Regions from separate parts of the Danio rerio genome. Here region 1 is linked to region 2. Evidence: chromatin contacts called from public HiCAR-type data. All regions are on one chromosome and are shown on one strand. The core of a region is the stretch at or near the end of the contact, and the rest is flanking DNA. Distances in the headings are between cores, read along the strand shown. Region 1 overlaps LOC103909511. Region 2 has its middle 14 kb from the start of znf1173.

Evidence for each region. HiCAR-type assays count read pairs that join an accessible place to other places.
Region 1: a contact with region 2 is called in a HiCAR-type map of caudal fin, with 4 times the contacts expected there. The contact joins two enhancer-like sites. A contact is called at or near these places in 2 of 18 Hi-C or Micro-C datasets (embryo and an unstated tissue) and 1 of 4 datasets of contacts at active chromatin or transcription factors (caudal fin).

Annotation. Positions count from the first base shown.
Region 1 is chr22:2,918,440-2,922,750 of GRCz12tu, forward strand. It overlaps LOC103909511, which reads left to right. Exons shown (of 6, transcript XM_021469419.3): 6 at 888-2,859. The coding sequence ends at 1,252. It also overlaps the pseudogene LOC141380121. Among named protein-coding and RNA genes, the nearest start is that of znf983, 30 kb to the right of the region's middle. Within about 2 kb of position 2,957, at least 23 of the 62 cell types and tissues checked have an H3K27ac peak or open chromatin away from gene starts, as enhancers often do. A contact at or near this core is called in caudal fin, where this site is marked.
Region 2 is chr22:2,869,737-2,873,970 of GRCz12tu, forward strand. It overlaps the pseudogene LOC141380121. Among named protein-coding and RNA genes, the nearest start is that of znf1173, 14 kb to the left of the region's middle. Within about 2 kb of position 2,060, at least 15 of the 62 cell types and tissues checked have an H3K27ac peak or open chromatin away from gene starts, as enhancers often do. A contact at or near this core is called in caudal fin, where this site is marked.

The DNA.
Region 1 (4,311 bases), core at 1,707-4,206, 50 kb after region 2:
TAGCAGAGACACAGGAGATCTTGGGTTCTGTTGTACCTTCAGTGTCAGTGAAAGACTCAAAACTAGACAAATGTGCCCAGATGTCGGCGTTTAAAGTAGTTGGAGCATTTTTAATTACACACACTGTCGGCTACATCACTATAGTATGTGATGGCAAAGTTTGAAAAGACAGAGCAAATGAAAAGCGAAAGCTTCATCTATATTATTATAGTTGTAGTTACAACCCCAAATCAGAAAAAGTTGTGACAGTATGGAGAACGCAAATGAAAACAGAAAGTAGTGACTTCTAAATTTACTGTGACTTGTATTTCATTACAGAAAAAACAACAAACATTATTTCATGTGTTTTTCTTCATTTATTTTCCTGCAACACATTTAAAAAATAGTTGGGACAGGAGAAGTTCAGGGCTCGTGATCAGGTAAATTGGTGAAATAATGATGTGATTGGAAACAGGTGATGTCAACAGGTGATTGTAATTATGATTGTGTACAAAAGCAGCATCTAAGAAAGGTCTAGTCCTTTAGGAGCAAAGATGAGCCGAGGATCGCCGGTTTGCCAACAAATACATGAGAAAGTTATTGAAATGTTTAACAATGATGTCCCTTAAAGAAAGAGAAATGAGCCCAGATGTCGGCTTTTAAAGTAATTGGAGTATTTTTAATTACTTGCGCACACTAATCACAGTCACTCAGAAGTTTAAGGTGAATTTGGATTTTGACACTTTGACAGAGCAAATGGAAAACAATCAGCACAACAAAACCTTTTATTGACACATGCTCATAAACATTTACAGTGTCCACACGTGTGTTTTAGTCAGTAATGATTGCACTGTCAAGACTTTCTAGAGGAACTGTTAACAACTTGCACTTATTTGTTTAATTTTCAGATGTGATGGTGAAGGAGGAGAGTGAAGAACTGAATGAAGATGAAGAGAAACATCAAGAAAAAACTCAATCAGAGACTGAAGATAGTACTTCAGAGAAAGGAACAGCTGTAAAAAGTCACACCTGCACTCAGTGTGGAAAGACTTTGAGCTGCAAAAGCACTCTCAATCATCACATGAGAATCCACACTGGAGAGAAACCTTACCAGTGTTCACACTGCGACAAGAGATTCAGTTTTTCACAAAACCTGAAGACACACTTGAGGATTCACACTGGAGAGAAACCGTATCACTGCACTGCTTGTGGGAAGAGTTACACATATTCGTCTTCTCTACAATTACACACAATAAACTGTCACAGTAAGTAGATCATGTAAGGTCCAGGTTGCATTATTTAGGGTAAAGACTGTCCCAGCAAACCCACAACTAAACAAATGTGCCCAGATTAAGGCTTTTAAAGTAGTTTGAGCATCCTAACTCCTAAACATTTACAGTTTGCCCACATGTATTACACCACCCAAACTACTTCGAGCTGGGAACGAACCGGCAACTCTTTGTATGGGAGTTGGTTGCTCTAACAAGAAGGCTAAAGATCATGGCCTCTAGTGCCTGTCACTAGAGCACCTATAGCAGAGTAAAGTACTGATTCCAGAAAAATCTACTTAGGCACAGTAAAGTATTTGTACTTCCTTACTTTCCATGTCTGGAAAACTCCATTGTGTTTTCACAAACATCAGATTTAATAGTTTAGCACATGTCTATATTTTTCTTGGACATGTCTATTTTTGAGAATTTAAATGCACCTGCATTGATTTCTACATTTCCTGAAATGTTCAATATTCAGCGTTTGTCTTCTACAATTGTCATTAATTGAGTGATTATTTTATACCTTTCTCTTTAAGCTTGATTTACACGAGCTGTGGAGGCTTTTATATTAGACACACTCGCCTTTATACTATTATTCCAACATCGGTTCTGTCGTGAAGAAACAGTGGAGAAGAGATCAGCATGTGAAGTTGCTAAATTAATGAATTTAATTGTATCTAAAAAATGAGAAGTTTGTGGATAAATTTAGGACGCTCCTGAAAATGTGTGTCACGCCACCATTACTCAGTCATGTTTATTAGAGCTGCACCATACTGGAAAAAACCGACATTGTAGTATTTTGTATTTCTGGGATAAGTTTTGTGATACGAGTTAAACGTCTCTGTCTGGGAAGAGTTCTTCATTCTTCATTGATCAGGAGGAGTGCATCTGCATAACATACTAACAAATCACAAGCATAAATTAACACGAGAGAGCAAAGATACTCATGAAATAAACTGTTATTAAGGGTTTTCTGGACAGTTTTAACAGTATTGAGGTACAGAAATAAATAATCAGATGTAGGATAACATTATTTACAGTGGTCAACATCTGAAGAGGATCAAATCCTTTAATCAAAGTTGTCCTAAAACTACTCAACAACACTCATGCTTGTGTCATCTACTCTTGCCTTAAAAATATTCACTCTTATTAGGATTAAACTATGTGTTTCTGTTTTCTGGTTAATTATACTCACAACTGGACCTTGCAGATCCTGCAATGTGACTACTGCAGATTCACACATTGAATTATCACACACCCAGCATCTGGAGGGAGATATTTCAGCTATTTCATCAAAATACTACAGATTGTGCCTGTTCAGAAAAGAGAAACTTTTAGGAAAACCTAGATTTTTTTTGACTTGTTTGTTGTCTCTTAAACCTGATAGCAAATACTTATAATATACTTGTTTATGATTATATTTATTAGTTTCAGGTAGTCCGTTTATAAATGTTTCTCTTCATTAATCATCTTTAACACTTTGTTATACTCGTTTGTTTATTGATGGTAGTTTTTCGCCTCACACGTGATAAAGTAAAATCATCTTAACACTACCAAAGAGGCACAGGAACCAAACATGCAGATATAAATTCACAAAAAATGTGTACTTAAGATGACTCTTGTCTACATTAGCAATTGTTTAGTAAACCGTTATAAGTTTGGCGCGTATTTCACGGTTCTATTTGCTCCCGCCTCGCCGTGATGACGTCAGCACATACGCGTTCATTCAGCGTCGAGTCTTCAGAGCTGAGGTGAGTCGTTGACGCTTTTTCTCGTGTTTACACAACAATAAAACACTTTACAGTTTATTAAAGCGACAATCTGCGACTAGTTTCTGCACTGAGTTCACCTCTATCTGTGTGTCTGCTGACCAAAACAATACAGCAGGTGGTGAGGAGCTCTGAGAGGACAATATGATCTGTGTATTTGTGTTTTTCTGAGTAACGTTAACGTTAGTGTGCTCGTTTTTCTAACGATTTGAGCAATGAAGTATGATGTGAAGATGTAACAGAAATCGGCGTATGTAAATTTATCCTTTAGTATGTAAATCGACACATTTTTTATTTATGTGACGGGGAAAAACAAACAACAATGGATGTCCAATAAGAGACAATGATCTTCAGTGGTGTTATCCATTAGAAAAGTCCCACCAGTGATCATTTTCATGATAAATAAATATTAGGAAATGTCTGCTTTAAGGTATCTTATGTATCTGAATTGAGTCAGATCCGTACCCTGTGTCTGCAGTTAGGGCAGGGCGATTTGGCACATAAAATAAATTCTTGATTAATTGAACATTTTAATTCTATTATGATTAATGAAGGAATATTTTATTCAGTTTATTTTTTTTGCCTCTGACAAGTTTTCACTGACAAGCTTTGTCCAGTAAATATGCTCACATATTACAAGTGAGAGGTGTTTGAATGAAGGCTATTGATTTTAAAATAATTGAAGAAAACACACACTATTATCTATGATTATTTATTGAACATCAACATTAAACAACTGAAATTAAAAACACGCTTTGTCTGAAATAACTTTTGGATACAAAAATGCGAAGGAATTTTTTCAGACTAAAAGTAGAAAATAAGCAGTATCTCTTCTAAGTAAAATAATTTCAGCATGTCTTGTAAATAATACTTAAGCATTTTTTGCATCTTCTGTAAACAAATATCTTAATGTCAATAATAATCTTAATGTAATGGAAAATATGTCATCTAATCGTTGTCAATTTAGTGCAAAGTAAGGCTCAAGAATGGGTTCATCGTCCTACTTTACCAGAGATCAGATGTGGCTGCAAAGTGGCCACAGAAGTAGCCTCAGCGTTTAACAGAGCGGACTCCACATGCAAAAATATCATTCTTGAAAAATTAGACCGGTCATAGATACTGAATGTCGATGTTCAGTTTAACAGGAAAAGAATCGCTCAGCACAGTGGAGAATGCTTTAGTTATATTGTTCTGTATTATTTTTAGTTGTTTAAACCACGGCGAATGAAGCTCTGCACAAGACTTTTGGCCAGCGGAGAAATTAAAATGGTCGTGCCCAACTGAGTCTGGTT
Region 2 (4,234 bases), core at 810-3,309:
TAATATACGAGTGCACCCCTCACAAATTTCTCAATTAAATGAATATTTTCTATAGACAAATTAGCGGTTTGTAAACATTCAGGATGTGAGCGCATCGAGGTAGCAGAAAAAACGGGAGCGCTAGCCTTTACAGCGAGGGAATAACACCCGATGCGGTAGTTTGTTGTTGTATTAGAGATCGTTATACTGATTAAATAATATATATATATATATATATATATTATTTACTTGATGCTTTCAGCGTATTATATGATGCATTCAACCTGAGTAACTCAGAACGACTTCAGACTTCTTTTGTAGACTTTGTTTGTTTCCTGAATAAAATCTAAAGAACCAGAAGAGATTTCCACAACATTGGCATCCAAAGACTTGTAGGCCTTTAAATTCTCTCTCCTAAAAACACTTGGAGCTTCAGTGAGATTGTATATTTGGGGCTGGATGCTTGGCCATTTCGTCTTATCCAATATCCATCGCAAATGGACCCGTTATATGAACGCCGCTCACTTTAACGGTAATTTTGCAGAATAACTGTGCTTATCACTGGGTGACGAGCTGTTATAATACGCTGAAAGCATCACGTAAATAATATATATATATATTATTTAATCAGTATAACTATCTCTAATACAACAACAAACTGTACCGCATCGGGTGTTATTCCCTCGCTGTAAATGCTAGCGCTCCCGTTTTTTCTGCTACCTCGATGCGCTCACATCCTGAATGTTTACAAACTGCTAATTTGTCTATAGAAAATATTCATTTAATTGAGAAATTTGTGAGGGGTGCACTCGTATATTATGCTGAGCACTGTTTAAAAGAAACAGTAGTTTATCATCAAGATCAAATTGGGGTGATTTATTCAGGGCATACATGGTGGCTCAGTGGTTCGCACTGTTGCCTCACAGCAAGAAGGTCGCTGGTTCAAGTCCCGGCTGGGTCAGTTAACATTTCTGAGTTTGCATGTTCTCCCCGGGTGCTCAGGTTTCCCCCACAGTTCAAACACATGCGCTATAGGTGAATTCAACTAAATTGGCCGTAGTGTATGAATGTGTGTATGTATGGATGTACTGTAGGGCATCCGCTGTGTAAACCATATGCTGGAGAAGTTGGCGGTTCATTCTCCTGTGGCACATTTATATTTAATGTTACATTTTGATATTTGATAAATGTTGTGTGCTGCAACAAATCATGTTAACGTGCACGAATCCCATAAATTATATAATTATTCAAAATTGTATGTTGTACATATCAGTCACTATAAGATACTAAGATGTTTAAATGGTTTCGCTTCACATGATCGAAACTAAGATGGTTTTTGTCGACATTAGCAGTTTTGTTTTGGCTCGGCAGGAGTTAACTTTGCGCGTTTTTGAGCATACTCCATTGTAAGATATTCGCTTAGGTATTAGTTAGGTATTAATGGTGCTCGGATCTCTTGCATAGGTTTTTGGAATAATTTATTTGGTGACATATACTGCAGTTTTGGCTTTTTATCTAATAAAGCTGTTGAAGTCTCAATTAAAATCATTCATAATTGCTACCCGATAAATACCAGACTAGCTTAATTTAATAACAATATTTCCCCTAAATGCTCATTTTGTACTCAAAATGATGAAACACTAAACCATTTATTTTGGGAGCGCACTTAATTACTGTAAAGTGTTTTAGGTTGACTTTTCCAATTTCAATAAAAAATTCTTACTTCCAAACTTCTGTATTTACCCGAAAATTGTATTCTTTGGTTACTCGCTGAATGTAGATCCTCCTCGTTGTACATTTATTATTAATTAATTGCTTTTTTAAAGCAAAATTTTACATACATAAAAGTAAATTTTCAAAAAAACACCCTTACTTTCTTATTATTTATGTGAACTCTTTAAAAGACTCTAACAATTACATTGCATGTAAAACGCTTTCTTGGTGTAAATCATTTAAACTTGTTTAATTTGCTGGAATTTTATTTATGTCACCCTTTGTCTCCTTGTTCATATTGTATCTTTGTAATGTTCTTTCTTGGTTAATAAAAAGAAAAAAAAAACGCATCCTCCGTTGTGTCCGCCTTGACGTGATGACGTCAGCACTGACGCGTTCATCCAGCGTCGAGTCTTCAGAGCTGAGGTGAGTCGTTGACGCTTTTTCTCGTGTTTACACAACAATAAAACACACTTTACAGTTTATTAAAGCGACAATCTGCGACTAGTTTCTGCATTGAGTTCCCCTCTATCTGTGTGTCTGCTGACCAACACTATGAGGCGGTGAGTAGCTCTGAGAAGAAATTATGATCGGTGTATTTGTGTTTTTCTGTTGTATGCTCGTTTTTCTAACGCTTTTGAGTATTGAAAACGCAAAGTATGATGTGAAGATGTAACAGAATCCGGTGTATGTAAATTTATCCGTTAAATTAATATGTATATCGACACATTTTTATTTATATGACGGCGAAAAACCAACAACAATGGATGACCAGTAAGAGACAATAATCTTCAATGGTGTTACCGCTTAGAAAAGTCACACCAGTGATCATTTTCATGATAAATATGTCTGCTGTAAGGTATCTTGTGTGTCCGATATGAATCAGATCTGTAGGTGCGTTCGACATAAAGCACAGCTGCAGCCGGTGATCAACGAGATTAGCCGGGCGCAGGCGGGGGCGGAGTTGGACACTTCGGGGCTCAAAGTTTCTGCAGTCATGATCCTGAGCTGCGTCCTAAATGGCACACTATGCACTCATGCACTATGTACTTATGCACTTACACACTCAACAGGATAGTATATGTATGTAGTGTCGTCCCAAATGGCACACTAATGTTTTTTTACTAAGCGGAAATTCAAACCGTTTCTCTGATGACGTTTGACGGTTGCTAAATCAGTGAAATAAACGACCGAATTATCAAATAATACCTGCCGTGAGTAAAACCGCATTCACCATCGGGAGGCGCTATAATCACTCTCGTAGGAGAATTTTGCTTTCACCATCCAAAATAAGTTATCCAACATGTGCGCCCGATAGCTCCGCCCCTTCCGCAACGTAAGCAAACCTGCGGTCGTTGAGTGCGTGAAGTGTCCATCATTACACACTTAATTTTAGCGGCTGAATGAGTGCATCATCCGGGTTATTAAAGTATACTCATTATTTTTAGAGTTTTCAGTGTGAACGCACTACTTACACTATTTATACTACAAAATGGCGTAGAATAGTGCATAAGTATGCGATTTGGGACGCAGCTATAGATATAACTTATACACTAGAGCTGCGTCCCAAATCGCATACTTGTGTACTACATACTTGTACTATCCTGTAGAGTGTGTAAGTGCATAAGTACATAGTGCATGAGTGTATAGTGTGCCATTTGGGGCGCAGCTTAGATATCGCATAGGGACCCTGAGCATGCGTCAATAGCGCCGCCATATATGTATAGTGCTCCCAGTTTAAGTGTCATTGAACTGCACTAGTCAAGTAGGGTTGTAATGGTATGAATTTTTTACGGTATGATAATCGTCTAAAACAATACCACGGTTTGACGGTTTCGCGGTATATGGTATGTTACAAATGTTACAAAATAATAGAACAGTGAAGCAAATTTGACTTTTTCCAAATAATATATTTATTATAGTAAATTTTGAATTTATTATTTTAGTTACTATAAACAACACCACTTACAATGAACAAATAAAAAAATAAGAAAATAATAAATAATGTGTCAAAGTCCAAATAAAATCCAAATAAACATGGTGCAAATCCTCAGTAAAAAATAGATATAAATATTTACTATACTATAAATAGTTACATAACGAAACTAGATTCAATATGGAACATCCTTAGGTTTTATGTGCCAGCATGGATATGGTTGTCTGTGGATATGGATTTGGATATGGTTGTCTGCAATGCAGACAAACAGCTGCACCTTCATTTGCGTCTTTTGAAAACAGCAAGAGCAGCAGTTCGTCTTTGCTGTGTCACTGTTTTGTCATGTTTCTGTGCTGCTGTGCATGCAAAAGTACTTAGTATGAGAATTATTTCATGCAAAACTTTTTTTTTTTGCGTTTTATTTAGCCGCGCAGAAATGTATGCCTTTCTCTCATTCCGTGTTGTTCAAAAAGCTCATTGTTGGTCCACAAACAAAAGCGAAACCTATGCTTATTGGTTGTGATATAGCGAGTTTGAACCAATCTGGGCATGGAGGAGGGACAATGCATCAATGTATCATGTCTGATTTGTCCGGAGACACAGTGA